Linked DNA regions of Sus scrofa: region 2 is linked to region 1. Evidence: chromatin contacts called from public Hi-C data. All regions are on one chromosome and are shown on one strand. Each heading gives the region's core, a stretch centred on a gene start, on an enhancer-like site or on the middle of the called end of the contact. The rest is flanking DNA. Distances are from core to core; before and after follow the strand shown.

The links. A called contact is a pair of places that touch in the nucleus more often than the background predicts.
Region 2: a Hi-C map of retroperitoneal adipose tissue shows a contact between it and region 1, with 1.8 times the contacts expected there. The contact joins the promoter of SLC36A1 here to the enhancer-like site in region 1. A contact is called at or near these places in 23 of 47 Hi-C or Micro-C datasets (alveolar macrophages, brain, embryonic fibroblasts and 14 more) and 1 of 2 datasets of contacts at active chromatin or transcription factors (skeletal muscle).

Annotation. Positions count from the first base shown.
Region 1 is chr16:71,382,494-71,387,531 of Sscrofa11.1, reverse strand. All of the region lies in intron 1 of LOC110257252 (a long non-coding RNA gene), which reads left to right. Among named protein-coding and RNA genes, the nearest start is that of SPARC, 17 kb to the right of the region's middle. Within about 2 kb of position 2,956, at least 15 of the 83 cell types and tissues checked have an H3K27ac peak or open chromatin away from gene starts, as enhancers often do. A contact at or near this core is called in omental adipose tissue and retroperitoneal adipose tissue, where this site is marked.
Region 2 is chr16:71,586,795-71,591,832 of Sscrofa11.1, reverse strand. SLC36A1 (proton-coupled amino acid transporter 1) reads left to right here and starts at 2,301. Exons shown (of 11, transcript XM_003134140.5): 1 at 2,301-2,493. LOC106506564 (a long non-coding RNA gene) reads right to left here and starts at 3,640. Exons shown (of 3, transcript XR_002339800.1): 1 at 3,113-3,640; 2 at 1,977-2,030; 3 at 193-224. LOC110257327 (a long non-coding RNA gene) reads right to left here and starts at 133. Exons shown (of 5, transcript XR_002339802.1): 1 at 76-133.

The sequences.
Region 1 (5,038 bases), core at 1,707-4,206:
GAAGACCTCTTCGTGTACCTGTTGACCATTTGAATATCTTTTCTGAGAAACTATTTATTCAAGTTCTCCGCCTACATTTTAATTGGATTGTTTGGGTTCTTGCTGTTGAGTTGTATGAATTCCTGACATATGTTAGATATTAACTTTTGATCAGATAGATGGTTTGCAAATATTTTCTGCCATTCTGCGAGTTGCCTTTTAATCATACTGGGTTTTTTCTCCACTGCGCAGAAGCTTTTGAGTTTAATGTAGTTGACTTGTTTATTTTTGCTTTGGTTGCTTGCACTTTAAAAAAAATATCTTTGCAAAGAGCAACGTCAAGGAGCTTTTCCCTATTTTCTCAGACCCTAATGTCCACCTGACCTTTCTTTTCCTTGGTTCCAGGGCTTTTCCTACTCTGAACTTGCCCCATCTCTCATTAATTAATTCTCTTAACAAATGCCGACTGAAATCTTAATAGGTTCTAAGAAATACGCTTGGCGTTAGAGACACAGCAGTGAACAGAAGAGATCAGGTCCCTCTTTTCATGGAGCTTACATTTTGCATTTTGGGGAGAGGTGTCAGGTAACAGAAGGTAACAAACAAGATAATGTAGGTTTTGATCACTGATACAAAGGAGAGGAAATGCGTAAGAGGCGTGGGCCTCAAAGGTCTCTCTGAGGTTAGTGACATTTAACTGTGTCCTAACAGTGGCTAAGAGGCAATATTTTTATTACTAATGAAAAGTTACTAATGAAAGCTTTTTAATGTGCCTACTAATGAAAGCTAGAGAAAGTGTGTGGTTCCAACAATGCAGAGAGCAGGTGCCAGGACCCTGAGGCAGGGCACTCCTTGGCACATTTCCGGATCACAAAGGAGGCTATTGTGGCTGGAGTGTAGGGACTAACGGGGGTGTGCTAGGAGATAGAGCTAGAGAAGTCATTTAATAGCCACCGTCTGTAACTAAGACACATCCCTGTCTCCTGGCACTTAGTTTCACATCTGCTCAGAATGCGTGTTTCCTGACCATGATACTTGCTTCTACATCTCCGAATTTTATCTCACTTTTCAAGACCAGCTCCTGTTCTTCTCCCAGAAACTTCCCTGCCTCTCCCAGCTCTTAGACATGGGCGGGGGGAGGGGGAGGCACCCAATATGTGATGAAGTGGGCGGCAGTGCTCATTCTCTTGCTTTCTAAGCCAGTGTTTCTCAGGGGTGGTCTTCAGACCACCTGCATCACAGTCCCCTAAAATGTTCCTAAGTTTAAAAAGTGTTTTTAGTGGAGTTCCGGTTGTGGCTTAGAGGTTAACGAACCCAACTAGCATCCATGTGGATGCGGGTTTGATCCCTGGCCTCACTCAGTGGCTTAAGGGTCTGGCGTTGCCGTGAGCTGTGGTGCAGGTCGAAGATGCAGCTCGGATCCCACGTTGCTCTGGCTGTGGCATAGGCCAGTGGCTACAGCTCCTATTCAACCCCTAGCCTGGGAACCTCCATATGTGACGGGTGCAGCCCTACAAAGACAAAAAGACCAAAAAAAAAGTGTCTTTAGTGAAATGTTTGTTATAGAAAATAGAATAATGTGTATTTGTATGCTCACTGTCTGCTTTCCAGAACTTTACCATTTGTCCGTATTTGCTTTCAATTCTGTTTTAGTTTCTTTTTCTTTTCTCTTTCTTTCTTTTTATTTGTCTTTTTTAGGGCCACACCCATGACATATGGAAGTTCCCTGGCTGGGGATTGAATTGACACAGCCACAGCAACGCCATATTCAAGCTGCATCTGCGACCTACACCACCGCTCACAGCAACGCCAGATCCCTAACCCACTGGGTGAGGCCAGGGATCAAACCCACATCCTTATGGATACTAGTCAGATTTGCTACCACTGAGCTACAACAAGAACTCCCTGTTTTAGTTTCTTAATAAAGAAAACATGTCACAAATATAGGTGAAGCCTGAGTACTTGTCAGAGGTACGATTCTGAGAGAAAGAGAGAGAAAGAAAGGTGCAGGTTCTAAGGCCCTACCTGAGTCTACTCCTCAGAATCTCTGGAAGTGGAACTGGCAAATCCATCCTCCTTCCTCCTTCCTCAGCCACCATGATTCCTAAGCACAGTGAAGCTTGATAATTAATGATATGTACTGATTAAAATCTGCTCCATCAAGCAGTGCCCTGTTCTTCCTTATAACCAACCCAGGCGGTCTTAATCTTTGCTCTGTGTCAGAGTCACCTGGGGAATCTTGAGAAATGAGGTTGCCCTTGCTCCTCCCTAACCTTGTAAATCAAATTAGGGCAGGGATGTCAGGCAACTCTGTGACCAAAACCTCAAAGATTTTTGATGGGTGCCCAGGTGGGAAGAAAGCAGGTGTGGAGAGGACCCATCTCCCTTGCCCTGTTTAAAACACTCCTGGGATCATCAGAGTCACATCCAGATATCCCTCCACTAGCTCTCTCCCAGAATAATGTCAACAAGCATTTCCCACGCCCTGCGTGCTGGGCAGAGCTGCTACAAAAGACATTGGTCGTAGAGTGAGGAAGACATTGGTCGTAGAGTGTCTGGGCCTCTGGCTGCAGTTCCAGCTCAGACATGCATTTAGTGGCTTGACTGGAGGTTGACTTGCCAGATTTATCAGAAAGATAGGAAACCTGGTTAAACTTGAATTTCAGATACCTCATGAATAATTTTCTAACAGGTATGTTCTAAATATTGCATGGGACGTAGCCTAAAAAAAGAAAAAAAAATTGTCCCATCTGAAATTCAAATTTAATTGGAAGTCCTGTATTTGATTGTTATCTGACAATTCTACTTGATAGAGTATCTTCCACAAACCTCAGTTTCCCCATTTGGAAGCTGAGGGGGCTGAGCTAGTTGATGTCGATGGGTTCTTAGGGCTTGGATGCTGTAGCAGTCAGGTGAGACGCAGCCCGTAGCTCTGGCAGCCCTTCTCCCCTGATCCACCAGAGGGCGCCCTGGCTCGCCGCAGCGATCTCTGGGCCTCTGGCTGGGGAGCTGTTGGCTTGGTCCTGCTGGCTCTGGGGGGCCGTCTGGAAACCAGGCTGTGAAGTCTCCACGGCCCCAGGTGTTTCCTTACTCATCTCTAAGATGACTTATTCAAAAGGAGAGACGGGGCGATCGCAGAGTGTCTGAAGCCGGGACCATCTCATCCAGGGCCCCTCTACCATTACTTAGAAGGGGAGACTGGACCCTGGAGGAGAAGGCACTTATCCAGGCTCACACCACTGTCCTGGAAACTAGACTTCCGACTCCCTGTCCACGGCCCCTTTACCTCCCTTATTTCTGTTTCCTGCTGGGCACATTTTAACCCTTGAAGTCCTAAAGCCAAAACCAAGGCAGACAGCCACACATTGTGACATGCCTGAGCCTCTTCACAGTGTGGCCTTGAAACCTTACACCTGAGAGGGGACCAGGGATGAAGGACCGGTCTGGACAGTGGGGAAAGAGCAGCTCCTCACATTTAAGTTGGGAATGTCATCATTATCACCCTCTATGTCAGACACAGTGACCTTTGAGGCAGGGACCACTGACACCAGGATTTTACAGCCAGCTCAGTGATGGGTCATTGGACTAAGCAGGGCCCAATCCAGTTCTGCGGCAGATGTTGGGAGGGAGGGGAGGGGGCAGGGTTCTGTTACCAGGACCCACATCTCCTTCAAGGAAAACAGGAATTGTTCAAAGGGAGAGATACCCACCACTTTGGAGCAAGAGATGATTTTAGGAGCGTTATCGATTTGGCATGAATTAACACTGAATTGAAGTAATTCAATTCTCTTTTGGACCATTTAGTTTTCAAAGAGAAAGTCTCAGATTTCTTCTTTTGACAAAAAAGAGCATCCTTCAAGCCCAGGGAGCATTCATAATTATGTAATTTTTTCCCACTGTATTCTTTTTTTAAGGTTTATCTGTATTTATGGCAAATGATGCTGATTTGCCACCCAACGTAATGAGATAATTTCCTTTAAATATTTTTTTAAGAGATTCGACTTAAAGGGAGGGGAAGCACAGGTGGGAGAGTGTGAAAACACCACCTTTGAGGATTGCAAGGGCCTGTATGGGCTCAGCTGATCAGTGGTGCTGCAGCCAACAACTGGTGCAGCCCCACCCTGTCCTCCCAGGGCCCCAGGCTGATTCATGCTCCTTGCCTCTCTTTGATGCTGCCTTTCCCTTGGAAACTCTGAGGAGCTCCCTAGAGAGAAGCATCCAGATATTGGGGGAGGGGGGAGGAAGCCCCAGGTTCCAGTTCCCCCCATCTTTCATTGCCTTATTATATGACCAAGTCACTCAGTCTCTCTAAATCTCTTCCTTCATCGGTGATTAAGTTAGTGGCAGAGGTGCTATGATAGTGTGTCCACAAGTGATCTGCCCCAAGCCGGCCAGTGCTGCCTCTTACAGTCTTAGGAAAATGTTATATCTCCCCTTCCGAAGGAACAACCCATCCAAGCCATGTTCCATCTGAGCTCCCTGCCCTATTTCCTTCACAGCACAGGTTTCTACCTGAAATGGTCTGACTTGTGCTTCCTTTGCCTAGCCAGAATGAAAGCCCCCAGGCCAGCAGGGGCCATGCCTGCCTTCCTCATGAGAACGTAGAGCATGCCTAGCCTGCTGCAGGCCTCTGGTAGGTAAATGGCATTGAAGAATAAATGAGCCGGTACCAAAATTTAGCCACTTCTTCCTGAGCACCTGCAGATTTTGAGACCATTGTTGGCCTTGCATTCCTCAAATGGCCAGGGCCAAATTGGCCAATCTCTCCCTCCCGTTGTGTGAAAACAGAACACCAGAACGTTTATGAGCTTTAAGAGTTTTTTAGTGAGTTTGCATTCTTTCAGTAATTTGTAAATAATTTAAAATGAGGGGAATAGACCAATTCTAGGCTTAGTATCTGAAGACCTAGCTCCATTGCAGCAGAGCATAATTCTTGGACCTGTTTCTCTGTCTCAAAGGGGCAGCTCAGAACGCCAGCCTGAAATACACACTGCATGGTGGGCATGCATGAGCTGTAAAAAGGGCTCTGTGACGTCCATTGCTGTTATCCTTCCAGAAC
Region 2 (5,038 bases), core at 1,052-3,551, 200 kb before region 1:
CTGTCGTAGATTTTAAAAAACATATGTATAGTTTATAGAACATGGAATTCCCATGGTGGCTCAGTGGTAACAAACCTGAATAGTGTCCATGAGGATGTGGGTTTGCTCCCCAGCCCTGCTCAGTGGGTTAAGGATTCAGCATTGCCGTGAGTTGTGGTGTAGATGCGGCCTGGGACCTAGCGTTGCTGTGGCTGTGGTGTAGGCCAGCAGCTGCAGCTCCGATTCTACAAAAAAAAAAAAAAAAAAAAAAAAAAAAAAAAAAAAAAAAAAAAAAAAAAAGAAAAGAAAAGAAAGAAAGAAAGAAAAAAAGAACATACAGAGATTTTAAACATACATACCTATATAAAGTAACATGTTTATGGAGCCATACAAACAGCACAGACAGGCCTTCCTGTTGTGGCTCAGCAGAAAAAAACCCAACTAGTATCCATGAGGACGCAAGTTTGATCCCTGGCCTTACTCGGTGGGTTAAGGATCCAGTGCTGCTCTGACCTGTGGTATAGGTCACATATGCGACTCAGATCTGGCATTGGTGTGGCTGTGGTGTAGGCCAGAAGCTGCAGCTCCGATTCGATCCTTAGCCTGGGACCTTTGATATGCTACAGATGCGGCCCTAAAAAAGGCTAAAATAAAAGAAAACAGCACAGATAGTAAAAAGTGTTAAGCAAAACAATAACTACTGGTATTTATGATCCTAAATTTTAACACCAGGTATCTGCACATGTCTATATAAAGATATTTCTATAAATACATAGGGTTTGGAGGATAATACATGCTGGTAACTATAAATCTTTGGAGAGGAGAATAAATTTGGAGAAGGGGAATTTCCACTGTTTATACACTTATTTCTACACTTATACATTGCCTAATAGCTCTAATAAAATATGTTAATGTTTTACTTATACAATTTAGTGAATATTTTAACAGATTTATTGAGGTATGATTTACATACAGTAAACTGCACATATTTAAATTTCATAGCTTTCAACATATATATTCGTGCAACCATCACCACAATCAAGATAATATATTGGTCACCTTGAAAGTTTCCTTATGCCCCTTTCTAATCACTCTTTCCTCTCCTGGTCTCCTCATCCATTCCCAGACAACCACTGCTGTGCTTTCTGTCAGTGTAGATTATTTTAAAATTTCTAGAATATTGTATAAACAGATTCTTTTTTCTGACCTCCCCCCTTTCACTTGGCATAATTAAGATTTATCCAGATATAATTATTTTAAGATTTATCCATTTGTAGCTGTAGCAATATATTTCTTTTGGCTGGGTAGTTAATTTTCAAAAGTAAAATCTGCTAAGAGGAGGAAAGAGAAGCTTAGATAATACATACACCTCAAACATACAGAAATGTTGCCATTCATTTAAAAAGGTTACTTGGGAGTTCCTGTCGTGGCGCAGTGGTTAACGAATCCGACTAGGAACCATGAGGCTGGGGGTTCGATCCTGCCCTTGCTCAGTGGGTTAAGGATCTGGCATTGCCGTGAGCTGTGGTGTAGGTTGCAGACGCGGTTTGGATCCCGCGTGGCTGTGGCTCTGGCATAGGCCGGTGGCTACAGCTCCGATTCAACCCCTAGCCTGGGAACCTCCATATGCCGCGGGAGCAGCCCTAGAAAAGGCAAAAAGACAAAATAATAATAATAATAAAAAAATAAATAAAAGGGTCACTTAAATTTTTAAAATAGGAGTTCCCATCGTCCTGGCTCAGTGGCAACAAGTCTTACTCGTATGCACGCGGACTCAGGCTGGATCCTGGCCTTACTCCGTGGGTCAGCGATTCAGCGCTGCTGTGAGCTGTGGTGTAGGTAGCAGATGCGGCTCGAATCCGACACGGCTGTGGTGCAGGCCGGCAGCTGCAGCTCCAATTGGACCCCTAGCCCGGGAACCTCCATATGCCACAGTGAGGCCCTAAAAAGACACACACACACAATTGTAAATATGTTTAAAAAGAGTGTTGCCTTACCTCACAGTTCTGTGTCCGGTCGCAAGCTCCCGTTTGTGTAAAACGTCTAAAAATCTGACCAGAGGAGATTTTTTTTTAGTGTACTATTTTTCGATGATAAAAGCAACAAGTACCCATTGAGACGTGTTAAAGAAAAGGCCGCGGGTGTAAAACGGAGCAATCTCTCACAAGCCACAGCTCAGGGGACGGTGCTGCGACTCTGGACTGGCGGCAGCTGCTCGGATCTCCCACGCCCGACTCGGTCCCCAGCCACATCATGCTGCCTGTAGGGGCAGCATCCGGCCGCGAGGTGGCGGTGCGGAACTGAGTTTCCGAGCCCCGCGAGAGGAAAGCAGCAGCCTCGCGCGGGAGCACGTGACCCGGCTCTCGGGTTTGGGCGCCTGGGTCACGTGATGGGGCCCGGAAGCGGCTGCCAGGGCAGCCGGCGGTGGAGATGGCAAGGGTTCCACGCTGAGGCAGGGACAGGTGGGCTGCTGGGCTGAAGCAGGAGCCAGAGCTCAAGTCGGAACCCCGAGCGGTGAGTCCGTGCACGGACGGGCTGGGGCTGGCGGCGGGTCAGCGCCTTTGCTGAACCCATGTCCCCTTCCTCCCCGCGCCGCAGAGGCTTCGGGTTAGACACTGACTGGCCGACTGGCCTGGGCTGCGGGTCCGAGTCTCCTCGGCTCCCCGACCGCAGCTGCGGTGTGGTGCATACCCCTCCGGGAGAAGGGGAGCTGGAGAATCCCTTGTCCTTCGCGCTCTTCTCCCATGACCTCCCTGACCTGTTTGACAGGTGTGGAAACAGATGGGAAAGATTACCAAACGACCACAGGGCTTCTGCGGAGGTTCCTGGAGGGGTCAGGAGGTCGCGGTCAAGTGACCTGCCCGCTGTGGGAGTCCTGCTTGGAACTTGCTAGTAGCGGGTCTTTGAGTCGTAGAGTAAGGAACCGCAAGGACTCTGGGAAATTATCTTTTACAGCCCCCATCTAGGGCTCTTGCGGAGATTGAGGTCTAAGGAGTGGCGGTTGCCTACGGTCATGCAGTGAGTTAGTTGCAGACGTGCGACGAGAAACTAAGTCTCCCTGAGCTCTAGCGGCTCTTTGCTTTTCACTACCCTGCCTCCTGCGAAAAACTTAATAGGTGAGAAGTCACCGTACCCTTTTGTGTCCCCTTCTCTTTCATTCCACTCCCCTTTTGTAGCTCTTCGTTCTCTCTCGCTGGGATCCGGCTCTGGGTGTGGTTCCCTGTTTTCAGTATTCAGGATTTTTCTGCAGACTCATCATTCAGTAGGTTCTGTTTCTAACCGTCACGCAATTTTGTGTAAACCATCCCAAAACGTGAAATAAGAGGCGGAGTATGCTCCTGGGAGGGGTAGGTGGCTCCCAGCTCTGGTTGTGAAGAGCTCTGGCATTAAAGACTGTCAAGACCTTTGCTTTATTTGTAATGTAGCTTGTCAGATTCGAAGAATGCTGGTTATTCGGATGGATGTTTTGCAGTTATTTGAGGCTTGCTGAAAGTAGATAGTGTGAGGTAATGGAAAGAACCGAGATTGAAGAATCAGGAAATTTTCTTCTAGTTCTGACCGTTGGCTTTGCAACCTTGAGTGACTCCCATCCTTGCCTGGGTGTAGGTTTCCCAGTCTGCACAGTGATGGGGTGGAATCTCGAAGGGCTCCTTCTGCTTTGCCATTCTTTGCATCTCAGGCTGTTTGTTTTCTAATCAGAAAGGTTTTTTCTTTCCCCTGTGTATATTAGTATCTGTCTGTAATAAGGCTTAATACAGTTGGCCAGGAGGCAGTTTCCCTTCTTGTTTGTGGTTGCCATGAAATCTACCTCCTCTTTCTTCCTATCTCTGTGTTATGTCTAAGCTTAATGCTGATAGCTGAAAATGATTTTAACTTTTATTATTTTAAATATGATCAAGGCCCTCTTTGAATTTTGTTGAGAGCCTAGGCTATAGTAAGTAACTCGTACATTTACTGTGTGTGTTTGTGTTTTTTTGTTTGTTTGTTTTAAAAGATGTCCTTGAAGCAAAAGGAGACAAAAGACTTGGTCATTTGCTCTGAGTTTGGGACTGTTTGGGATGCAGCCCGTTTTTGGCAGAGTTATACTTATGATGTTAAATCTGTCTTCCTTTGTTTTGTAACAGTCACAAAGCCATTTATAATTGTCTGCTATTGAGTTCTTGTTTTCCCTTTAAAGCATATATTGTTCATTTGACCTTATCCCTGTGGCAGCTTGAAGTGCTCAGTGCTGTCTTTGTCTATTTTAAAGGTGCTCTGAGGAAGTAGATTCCATTTTTTTGGGTAGTGTTCCAAAGACCACACCTTGGACCTGTGGATAGAAGTACCAGGAGGGAGGTGGTTTTGAATGAGCCTGAATAAGGGCTTTAAAAGAATTAGCGCTCTCACATCACAACGTGGTGGTCTCTGTCGCTGGAGGTCCTTGTCCCTGGCCAGTTACTTTGGAGAATGTAGTAGATTGGATCACCGTGTCGGGTAGAGGGTTGGACTAGATAAAATTTTAGAGTTTCTTCTAACTCAGAAGGCCTGAGAAATTCTAGGACCAAATCTCTTGTTTCGTAGGGCATGAAGTTGTGTAGATGGAACAGATGTCTGCTCTTGTGACTGCTTTATCTTCCTCCTTTACTCAGATAACCATTCTCATGTTGAAAACTCCTACTGTTTCTTTTTATCCCTCCTCCCTTTGCCAGTGAGTGTCTCAGTCCTTTATGTTCTTGTTACCTCTTCCAGGGTCAGAGGCTGGAGAGTCATCTCTATTGATAATATAGTGCTTATTTCTACCCTGACCCGAAATGAGATCCCCAAACGGGGCTGAGTGAATGGCTTTGGCTTCTGCTTTGCTCTCTGGTCCTGGAAGTGTGGGACTAACCACTAACTCTCAGGCTAGCTTTTGTCTTTTTCCCATAGAGAAAACCTACCTTGAGTCTAAACCCAAGCCTTGGAAGAATCCTGTAGCTCCTTCCTTTGGCCAGGCCTTACTGGGTCTGAGCACACAAAGCGAGCCTCTATTTAATGGGTATGGGGCCCAGTGGTTAGATCATTCTGCCTTTGCCAAAAGAGA